Regions from separate parts of the Gossypium arboreum genome. Here region 1 is linked to region 2. The links are chromatin contacts, called in public Hi-C maps. All regions are on one chromosome and are shown on one strand. Each heading gives the region's core, a stretch centred on a gene start, on an enhancer-like site or on the middle of the called end of the contact. The rest is flanking DNA. Distances are from core to core; before and after follow the strand shown.

Region 1 (5,888 bases), core at 3,123-5,622, 140 kb after region 2:
TGACATAATAAGAAAAGCAAAAACCACACTATCACTTTTTTAAAGGGTAAATTATAAAAATAGCTATTTTTTTTTTCAGATTACATTTTAGTCACTCATGTTTGAAATGTTACGTTTAGTTACTTATATTATGTTTTGTTAAGCTTTGTTACCTCCCTAACGACAGTCTTATGTGGCAGTCTAAATGAGTTTTAAATGTCAACTTGGATGTCCAGCTAGGATGAAAATAGTTTTTAATTTTTTTTATGAAAATAGAATACAATTTTTTTCGTAAACCCCAATTTTCTCTTAAAAAGAAGCAATAGCTGTGTTTTGAAAAATTACCATCAGAAAAGAGAAGAGAAGAGCACAACGATAGAGAAGAAGTAGAAGTTGCAAGCAATCCTTGATTAGGATTTTTCTTCAAGGGTTAAGATGGACCAATCTGTATCTGGTAACGACTGCAAGAACAATTTTTGTATTGATAATTTGATAACTGTTAGAAAGTCACTAAAGCTTAGCTTAGAGAAATCAAGAACCCTAGGATTGGCTCTTGAAAAGGCTGGACCTAGGTTAGAGGAGATCAACCAAAGATTGCCTTCCTTAGAAGCTGTTGTTCGCCTGATTCGTGCCGGCAAGGATGCACTTGTTGCCGTCGGGGGGCATTTAATCAAGTTGTGGGCCCTGCTGTGACAGTGCTTGAATTTTTTGATGTCGTTCGTGGACTTGAAAAGTCCCTGCTATCAGATCCCAGGAATGATCTTCCTAGGTATTTATCAGTGTTGAAATGCCTCGAATTAAGGTTTCTGGGTGATAATTGTGGATTGGCAATTCAATGGTTGGAAGATATAATTGAGTATTTGGAGGATAACAGAGTTGCTAATGGAATGTACCTATCGAATTTGAAGACATACTCAAGGGAGTTGCAAAATGATGGGAAGAAAGTACATCTTGATGGAGGCCTTTTGGATGTTTTATTGGATAAATTGGAAAATGAGTTTAGAAGACTATTGGCAGAGCATAGTGTGCCACTCCCAATGTTATCACGTCACTAGGCGAATAGGCATGCATTGCACTATTGCCCTTACCTCTGACTGTTATCTAGAAGTTACAAGCGTCCGTTTCTCCTTCTCCTTCTCCTTTTAATGGTAATTTTCCAAAAGTTAGCTTTTGCTTCTTTTCAAACAGGAGAAAATTAAGTTTTATGGTAAAATTTTACATTCTATTTTCGTAAAAATATAAAATTTTATTCTCATCCCAGCTGAACATCTAAGTTGGCATTTAAAATCAATTTAGATTGCCACATAAGACTGCCATTAGAGAAGTAACAGAACTTGACAATAGAGTGATCACTTCATAACAAAACGATAACGTAAGTGACTAAAACGTAACATTTCAAACGTAAGTGACTAAAATATAATTTGAGACAAACAAAAGTGAGTATTTTTGTAATTTATCCTTTTTAAAATATAATTTTATATTTCTTTTACAATTTTTAAATATATTGTAAAAAATTAAGATTTTCTTTTTATAACTTTAAAAAAAACTAAGTTTAAAATAAACCTTGAAAGTTTGATTTTCTTTTTCTTAACTTTTTGTTTACATAGACCACCATATCAACATCACAATAGTTGATTCAAGAGCTATTAATAACCACGTCAATACATTAATGATCAAGAATCGAAAACTTTAGTGAAAGATCTTAATTGATGTATTTTTTTACATCTAAAGCTTAATCTATTGCCTTTTACACTGAAAAGTTTTTTATTAGTTTTCTCAAAAAAAATACAAGGGTGCTTCTAACATTTAGGCTTAAAATATTTGTTTAATTCATACAACGAATATAAGTTGAAACCTCAAATCTCAACCCCCTGTGCATTCATAATGGACATTTACACTTGTTATGACCTTCATTTCGATATCAACTGCATCTTTTTTATTGGCCTTTCCCACGCTCATCCATCTTCATGCTTAATTGGGTTTGTTGAGGGCAACCTTTTGGGCATTGACGACATTCTAGATTTGGAATAACGTTATAGGGCATTGGGTTCATTTACAAAATCTTAAGCCTTTTTTACTTATAATCCAAATATCTACAAGTATAAAGTTAGTGGGGTACAAATAAACTTTTTTGCAAAAACAAAGTTACAAAAAATTAATTTTTTAAGATATAAAGTAAGATTTGTAACACTGTGATTTTTGTAAAATATTGGCATCGACTATGAATAAAGTTATTCTCTTATGATAGATACAATCACTTCTAAATATCTTATTAGTTTGGTAGTTCACGAAAAAACTTGATATGCATCTAAATAGATGTTGTTATAGTCTTGTTGATACTAGTGTTCAACAAAGAGGAGATACGAAAGAGATGATGGTGATGATGAGGGGGACGGTTCAACTATTACAGGCGAAAAGCCGGAGTAGGAAGAGTAGGAAGGAAGGAGAAGGGAGATAAGTAGAGGAATTGTGGAGTGCTAGGGTATATGGTTTAAGGGAGTAAAAAGAGAGGAAAAGAAAGATCCCCCACTCATCATGGATTGAAGTATATATAAGGGAAAGGTCCCATTGCCTAATAGTGTCACGTCATTGACAGTACGGATGGTGACCTACTTGTGTGGTTGGCCAAGTGGTAGGTCTGTTATATGTCTATTGTTGTCAAGTGTAGTATTGCATAGGCCTACTTTGACATTCGCTTTAATGAGGTAGTATGGAGCTTTTAAGCCTCAATGGTCCCCTCTTAAGGATGAGAGTGTGATGCTAATACCGTCCATGATGGATGGTACATCAAGTGGCTGAAGACGAATGGTCTCCCTATGGGCAATGTGAGAGTGGTTGGTCATTGGGTGACCAGTTGAATGGTACCAAAAAGAGAGTCATCTATAGGTGCTTCTTGGACCACTTCTCGTGCTACCATGTGTCTAAGCTTAGATAAGGGTATAACAAGTTAATTTAATGAATCACTAAGGAATTTTATATGAATATCAAATAGTAATGTTGATATTTTGTATTATTTTCGTTCATTCAGTTTTTTATCCCATTAAATTTTAACAAGACATAGATATCAAGAGAAAGTGTTATGAATAATAAAGATTATTGTAGATATCGAGAGTGGAAGATAAATTATTCTTTTATCCAAAATAAACAATTTATTTGCCTTTTCTTACTTATCACTACATATTTATTATCCTTTATTTCGAGCACATTCTTAATTAATATATAGTCCTATGTTTTACATTATTAAAAATAATTGATATCATATTATATATTTTTATATTCCTCGCTTTTAAATCATTATTCAATTTTATAATAAATTTTAACTCATGAAATTTCAATACCTTTTTTAAAAATTATTTATCTGAATAAAATAAATAAAAATATTAGTATTTTGAAAATGGTTAGTATTTAATTTACGACAATATACTTTTTTATTTTACAAGTAACTTTAAAAATTGACACATCTCTTTTTTTTTAAATATTCATTTTTAATATTTCATTATAACTCTATAGGATATTTATCAACCCCTGTCACTACTTATGAAGTCTAAAATTCCAATGACAATGTACTAAATTTTATAAGTAAATTTTAACATTAGGTTATGACAAACTTGATATGAAAATCAAAGGTGATTTTAATTGACATGGTAAAAATCAAATAAAAGAAGATTTTGAGATATCAAATTGAAATCCTATCATGTAAATATATATTTTTAAATTGTATGCAAACAACAACAACAATAAAAAAAAACCCTTAAAGTTATATATTCTTTTGTTTTATAAAAATATTTGTTGTTTTAAATAATAATATAAATGATATATTCTATTTATATATATATATATATACTATATTCTATGAATGTTATTTTTAAAACTCTATTAATAAGCGTTATGTGTAGCAATAGAACATATAAATTTAAAAATAGATTTGAGTTGAAATATTAAAGACGATATTATTAAAAAAACTCGAATATTAAACATAAATCATAAATGAAATATAAAAAAATGAAGTCCATATGTAGTACAAGTAATATCCTAGAGGGATAAATAAAGAGTGTGTCCATTGGTGGTCCATCAAGAAAGAGTCACTTCTATTGACTATCTTACTTTAGAAATTAAATATGAAACACTAACATTGAACACAAGTTCTGAAAGAAAATTATTAAGAAACAAATGAACTTTCTCAATTCTTTGAGAAAAACAAAATTAAAAAATTTAATACTTACTGATTAAGTTTTAATCTGACTGATACAAATATTATTATCATAATAAAAAATATATTTTGAGGACATTAAAATATATTTTTATTATTATAATAATAATGATATCATTAAGTTAAGAATTGATCTCGTTTATAATTAAAAAAGCGATATAAAATAATTAGTATTTAATCTTTCAAATAATAAAATATTACCCCCATCATCCATCTCAAGATTCTCAACTGTATTTTGTTTCTGGGTGTTCTTTGAGCTTCTTTTACATGGAATCGCCCTTCTCAATCCATTAAGACCGCAAAAAGCGAAAGATTATTTCTTTAATCGCCCTCTCCCTTTCTATTCATAAAGCACCTTTAATTCAATGGTGGCTCTTCACTTTATCCCCCAACTCTTCCCGATTTCCGCCTCCCTTTTCCTTTTCTCTATTTGTTTTTTTTTCTTCTTTTTCTTTCTCCTTGATCTCTTTTTCATCTCCTGCATTCTCTCGCTAGCCTTATCTTTATAATCCCTTTCGCCCTTTTGAAATTTGGGTTTTCAATTCGGTTGCCTAAATCCACAGGGCGAGAGAAAGAAAAGTTTTTTGTTTTCTTTTTTTCTAATAAAAAAGCTAAGCTCTGGCAATGGAAGAGCCAGGGCAATTAAAAAGGGCATTACTTGATGCTAGTGCAGGCGCCATTGCCGGTGGCATTTCCCGGACGGTTACTTCTCCTCTTGATGTTATTAAGATAAGATTCCAGGTCAAACCAATTTCTTTGTTAATATGAGGAGAATTAGAATTATTATATCTGTTCTTATATTTATGAAATTATTTTTGGGTTTTTTATTGTTTTTTAGGCTTTGCTTGGTATGAATGATTGATAGAGTTCAAGGATCAAAAACCTTGTCAACCTAATTGTTAGGGTTCATATTAGTTTTTTACGTTGTAGCTTAACAAGTTTCCCAATCCTTGCTACCAAACAAAATCTTAGAGAACAAGTTGTTAGAGACCTGGTAGAGTGTTAGGTGAAATCAAATGAGTTTAGCTTGTAATGTTGCATTTCAAAATACACGCTTCACTTAGTTGATTAAGTAACAATTCTGGTAATAAACATAGTATGTGAGTGAGATAACTATGCGTATATGTATATAGACAGTGAAATCAGCCTTGAAACACTGACTGCATAATGTTCATATTTAGCCTACAAATTCACTTCATTGGGTGTCACAACAGCGACAAAACTAAGCCTTTCTTGGACCTTCCCACGCTGATTGTGTGAATCATATTGTGTAATCATGTGATACGTGAGAACGTATATACATACATATATATAATATTGTCAAGATTCGCTACTCATTGGAGAGTTTTGTCTCCTTTTTCCATGTTTAATTATCTTGATCATGTTCTCATCATTTTAGCCACCTTGTATGACATACAACCTTCATCTTGTTCCATATGCACTCATTTATAAGAATTTTCATCTCAGCCTTGGCCATGTGTCTCAGTATATATTAATGCTTTGAATTTTTTTTCACTATGCTGATAGGTTCAATTGGAGCCAACAGCTTCATGGGCTTTGATTCGGAGAGATCTTCCAGGATCATCAAAATACACTGGAATGTTTCAAGCAACAAAGGAGATATTCAGGGAAGAGGGTTTACCGGTATGAAGGCCATTTACTTGTGAACTTGTATGTTTGTTTCCTCTTCTATTTTACT
Region 2 (5,804 bases), core at 1,849-4,348:
TTCTTTAAACAGAACTTTAAGGCCATGATTAGGCTTTTTAATCTATGCATATTTGAATACTGTAATAGCTATGTCTGACATGAATATTCACGGGTCACGGATTTCTGAAGCAATCAATCTAGATAGAAAATAGTACTAGTTTGCAAGATAGGTTCATTTTCGTGGATGTCATTACTCTTTAGGTCATTCTACTCTCCAATAGCTTAATTAGATTAATGCATTTTGCTTTGGCTCAACTAATCACAAAAAAACACTTAGGCATTATAGTGTTGCAAATGTGGTCCTGATTTTCCTTGCTGTTTATCTGTGTATTTGCTTGTTTTCCCTTTATTTATTTTTTTCTCTTTCCATACATACCTGTAAATATGAATAAGACATTTGGGGTGCAAATTTAGTTGTGTTGCCATAAAGTTAAGGATATGCCCAATTACAGTTGGGAGTACTTGGTTCCTTTACAATTTTGCATCGTTGTTCTTCTCAGGCATCCAATGCGATATTTCTGCTCCGTGTACCTATCATTTCTTTAAGCATTTGGGCTTTTGATTGAAACGATCTAATTCGGTTAATTGGTCGGTTAATAATTTTTTGGAAATTTAGTTATCGATTAATTCAGCTTGAAATTGAGTAAATAATCAAAATAACTGAACTTAATAATTAATAATACAAATTTTATGTACTTTTTTTATATGTTTATTCTTGTTTTAATAAAAAAATATATATTTTGGTTTGATTAACTGTTAAAAGATTAAAAAGTTCAATTAATTTGATTAATACTAATTTGATTTGGTTAACCGTTTGAACACTCTTACTTTCAACAAATTAATTTTCCCTCAACAACTATCATGTTTGTGTTGTACTTTCGTATCATTCAAAATTATCTGCTTAATATTTTATTTACAATTGAAAAATTAGACAAAATTTATATATGACGTACACTTAATGAGATTAAAGATCCATACATCATAATTACACTTACTAAAACTTGAATCTAAAAAAAAAAGCACAAATTTTTATTGCATTTATTTTGTATGCAGCAAAGCAATACAATATAACTTACCTTGATTAAATCTAAACATGAAGGCTTTAAATGAAGGTGGGACTAATTTATTGTATCCAACTATCCAACTATTTTTCAACAACAAATTTTACTCTTTCTTTTCTGGGCCATTTGTTGTCTGAAATCTCCAGAGAAGAAATTCAGTGCCACAAAAATCAACCTAAAAAAAAACTGAAAATTCATATCTAAGAACTGTACAAATAAATATCTTTTTTTTTTCTCTCATCAACTAATTATACAATTCCCATAAATATTTCTCAAATTTCATCCACACAAACAGGCATGAAAAATCGATAATTTGTAAAGAAGAAAAAAATCATGTCTGCTTTTTAGTAAAATTTAAAATTTTAATAAATATTACGATAATTTTTTAAGGATAAATATTAAATTTATAACTTGGTTCAATTTACACTTTAATAGATGAAGTTCGGTTTTGTGCAATTATACGTATAAAACTTAAATTGTGGTTTATATATAAACATAAAATTTAATTTTGATTTAATTGTACACATTAAAGAAATCAATACATATATTAATTTCATAATTAATATAATTATTTGTATTTGTAATATATCAATGTAAAATGACGTTAATTAAAAATAATTATTAATGATTTTTAAATATCTCACAAAATAAAATTTTATATATGACATTGCATATTAAATCAAAGTTTATGTACAGGAGTTGGAAGGGTGCCCGGCCCCTCTAAAATAAAAAAATTTCTATTTTACCCCTTTAAAATTTTAATTTAGTAAACGTAAATTTACACTTTAGCCCCTTAAAAATGATAAAATTTTGATTTAATTATTTAAAAATTATATTTTTACTATCGAAAAATTAGTTTAATTTTTCCTAAAAATTTTCTGGCTTCACCCTATTTATGTATTGTTTCAATATTTATCCCTTCTTTTCCTTTTGGGTAAATGCAAGGTTAGGATTTAATTTTAAGATTTAGGATTAATATTTAGGGTTTAACATTTAACATTTAATATTAATATTTAGAATTTAGAATTTTAGAGACTAAATTTAAGTTTTAGGATTTAATATTTGAGATTTTAAAATTTTATTTAAATATAAATCTTAATTTTAATTTTTCCCCGCACATAGCCCTGCCGACATATTTGTTACTTTGTTTTAATATTTTTTAATTTTAAAAATACTTAAATTTATTACTTATTTAATACTAAACTTCTATACTTAAATTATTTAAATTAAATCAGCAAATTGATTTTTTTCATTTAAAAGAAAAAACTTGGAATAAAAAACTACAAAAGCAATATAAAAGAAATAAATCCAATAAAAAAGGAAAATTAAAAAAAGTAGGATTTAAATACAACACATTATCAATGTAATTATAATTCATGCTATTATAATCTCATCTTTATTCTGACACTTCTATATATATATATATATATATACACAAAATTTTGGAAAAATATTTGAGAACAACAATCGCATCAGCAAGCAATACACACAATTAAATTATTCAAATATAAGAAGAAAATAAAGATGAAATTAAATTACATTTTTAGAAATAGAGAGGCAACAAATTTTTTTTTAAATTAAAAGGATAATTTAAAAAATAGTAATAAATCTAACGCCGACAGCGCGTAATTCTACTGCACCCGCGTGAGTAAGGATTAGCCTGAGCTCCCGGCCGGCAGTTATAGTAGGACGCGCCACGTCGCGAGCATGGCACCGTGTTCCTCCTCAACGCACCGTAGCTAATGTAGCGAGTCCTGGCTAAAATGCGCCTGCTGATCTCGGAGTCCATGGCGAACTCAGCATCGAAGTCCGAAGACTCCTCCCCGCTTAGCATCAGGCACTCGGCGATGGATCCGCGGCATTCCGATTTACTCGGGAGAAAAAGGCCGCCGACGACGTCGAGAGTGGGAGAAGAAGACGAGAGCGCCACGTGGACGGCCAGGATGGTGGAAATGGTGAGGAAAGTGAAGGAGAATCTATAGCTTCCCATTTTTGAGGTTTCTTAGATTTTGTATTTCTGTTGAAGGAGGGAGTGGAAATAAGGGCAGGATTTAGGATTATATGTGATTACAAGTCAGAGAAAGCCACTGATGTTTGGATGTATTTGCGATTCTGCCACTTTAATTTCGAGTTTAATTGTAATTTAAGAAAAACAGTTATTTTCTTTAACCAGACTTTGACGGTTTTGACAAACGTTGTATTGAGAATTACGCTCGTCATAGTTGGGTTAAAGTTAAATTAATTGATACAAATCGATTTAATTTAATTAATTGATTAATAGTCGAATTTAGTTTCATAAAAAATTAATTAATATTTTTTAAAATTTTAATAATTAATTAATTCAATTTGAGAATCATTATTAATAACCGTCGAAGCACTGGAAATTTAAATATCTAACTGACCATACAAAATAATGCCTCAATTTTCTCTATTACCATATAATAGGGTTTTTAGTCTGTTGTTGGTTACTTAGTATTTGAAGAGTAAAACATAAAAACAGTCATAAAACTATTTCTTTTGTTTTATTTTCATCACCGAACTATTAATTTTTTGATTTAATTATTTAACATTTCAAAATTAAATATTTTAGTCATTCTTGCCGTTAATTTATTGTGGGTTTAGATCGACGGTGTAGTGCAGTACGTTTAGCTTACTTTTTATCTCACGCTACAATATCTAATCTCACCGCCATCACTGTTTTTATATTAGTTACAAGTAAATGCACTACCCATCCAAACTCACCTTTAGTAATAGAAATATAATATACACTTTTTTTTACACTTCCAATGTGAGAATGCAAATTTAATATTTATAAGTAACATTGTTAAAAGGAACAATAAAAAATTTTCGAACGTAAATTATAAAACGAGGATGAAAGTTTAAAAAAAATATATAATTAAACACAAATGTGATGTAGTTGAATTGAGTAGCCCAAATCAAACCTACTTAAGCCTATAAGCTTAAAAGAGTTTAGTAGCATATTACTCCATTGGGCTTCATACTTAAAAACAATAAAATCAAATGGTAAAAAATAAAATTTGGGCCCATCCAACAAATAGCCCAAAAAATTAAATCTTTACCATAATTATTGAATTTTGATATAACTACAAAAGAGTCACTTTCCATCTTTCCTCTCAATTTATTCTAAAATAAATATATATTTTTAAAATATAATTGATTTTTTTGAAATTTTAACAACTTTTATGAGTTAAATTAATTTTTAGTTGTTTAAATATCAAGCAATTTGATAGCATACATTCAATCAAATGAACCATTTATTTCTCTATTCAATCGGTTTAATCAATCAATTCAAACAAAAATATATTTTTGACAAAATGTGACATTAGGGATTGTAATAGATATCTTATATTGTGCATTATAAGAATGAAGGTGGTGACAAAAAAGAAATGTCCATTTTAACTATTCATTTAATTTTTCTTCTCTTTTAATTCTTGAACTTGTATTGTTTATCAAATCACCTCAAGATGGATAGAAAAGTTAACGTTTGCTAATAATTGTTAATAAAAAAAAAACTAACTGTTGATATTGAATTCACGTAACAATCTACGTGTATGCGACATTAGCAAAGTTAACAAAAATTAACTTTTACATTAATGTTAGGGTGATTTGACAAATAACATAAGGTTAAGGGTTAAAAAAGATGAATAGGGCTAAAATGATTTTTCCTATAAAGTTGGAGGATCGGATAGGTGGTTACACCTTCTATCTATTCGAGGTTAATTACTAGACAGATTTGCCTTAAAAAAAGGATTATATGTTCTTTTGGTCCTCAACAGGCTCCTTGTTGTAACAAATTTTCTACTTTTAGAAACGTGGTGGGTGAAGATCCAATTTTTTTTTTTTTTTGGTTGAATTGGTTGCTATAAGTCTCAATTTATTGGTTGAAGTAGTGGATGGCCTTCCTTGATTAAATTAATAAAATGTTGTTATTATTATTATTTGAATTTCCTTTTCCACTTCATATTTTCTTAATAAAGACAAAGTTATATGTTTTAACCCTTAATTAATACCACAAAACCAAGTCGTCCATGCTTGTTAATTGTATTATAAATTTTTAATACAAACAAACTTTGGAATTAGATGTTGCCCACCTTACTTACCAATGTTGAGCCCAATTTCTGCCCGGGTCCAATTAAATCAGTCCAAATTAAACACCCCACTAAACCGACCACTAACTCCATCACCCTACTAAACCATCCACTACCTCCATCACCCCCACACCCTACTAAACCATCCACTGCCTCCATCACCTCCACTAACTCCATCACCCTACTTGTTATAAGTTGTAAAATTTGGCTATAAAAGCCATGGAAAAACTATTGTAAGGGAGGAATTTTTTTAGAGAATACACATACGAAATCAAAGAGAATGCAAATCAAATTTTTAAGGTAACTTTTTATATTATTCAATTTTGTTTACTTTGGCGTTCACATTTTTTCTTTGCACAAACGAAAGAAGGGAAAAGAGAGGGAGTTTACCTCTAATTTTATTTCCTTTCTGATTTGGCCCCAAAGTTTTCATTTTTAATTCAATTTAACCCCTTTTTTATTTTTTTTATTTTACTGTTAAATTAATTAATTTGAGCTTTATTCTCATTATTTTTATTTTTTTATTTTCTATTAATTTAATTAATTTGAGTTATGTTTCATATTATTATATATTTATTATGTAAATACATATATATATTTTTAAGCGAAGTTAATTATTTTAAATATAAATTTCTATTATATATAGATTTATT

Evidence for each region. Hi-C and Micro-C count contacts between places; a contact is called where the count stands out from the background.
Region 1: a Hi-C map of leaf shows a contact between it and region 2, with 2.9 times the contacts expected there. The contact joins the promoter of LOC108483766 here to the promoter of LOC108482307 in region 2.

What each region holds. Positions count from the first base shown.
Region 1 is chr3:131,331,439-131,337,326 of ASM2569848v2, forward strand. It overlaps LOC108483766 (mitochondrial thiamine diphosphate carrier 2-like), which reads left to right and starts at 4,373. Exons shown (of 7, transcript XM_017787339.2): 1 at 4,373-4,930; 2 at 5,717-5,833. The coding sequence starts at 4,814.
Region 2 is chr3:131,195,935-131,201,738 of ASM2569848v2, forward strand. It overlaps LOC108482307 (protein RALF-like 33), which reads right to left and starts at 3,099. Exons shown (of 1, transcript XM_017785430.2): 1 at 2,483-3,099. The coding sequence starts at 3,032. The coding sequence ends at 2,652. It overlaps LOC108480936 (heat shock factor-binding protein-like), which reads left to right. Exons shown (of 5, transcript XM_017784085.2): 5 at 1-65.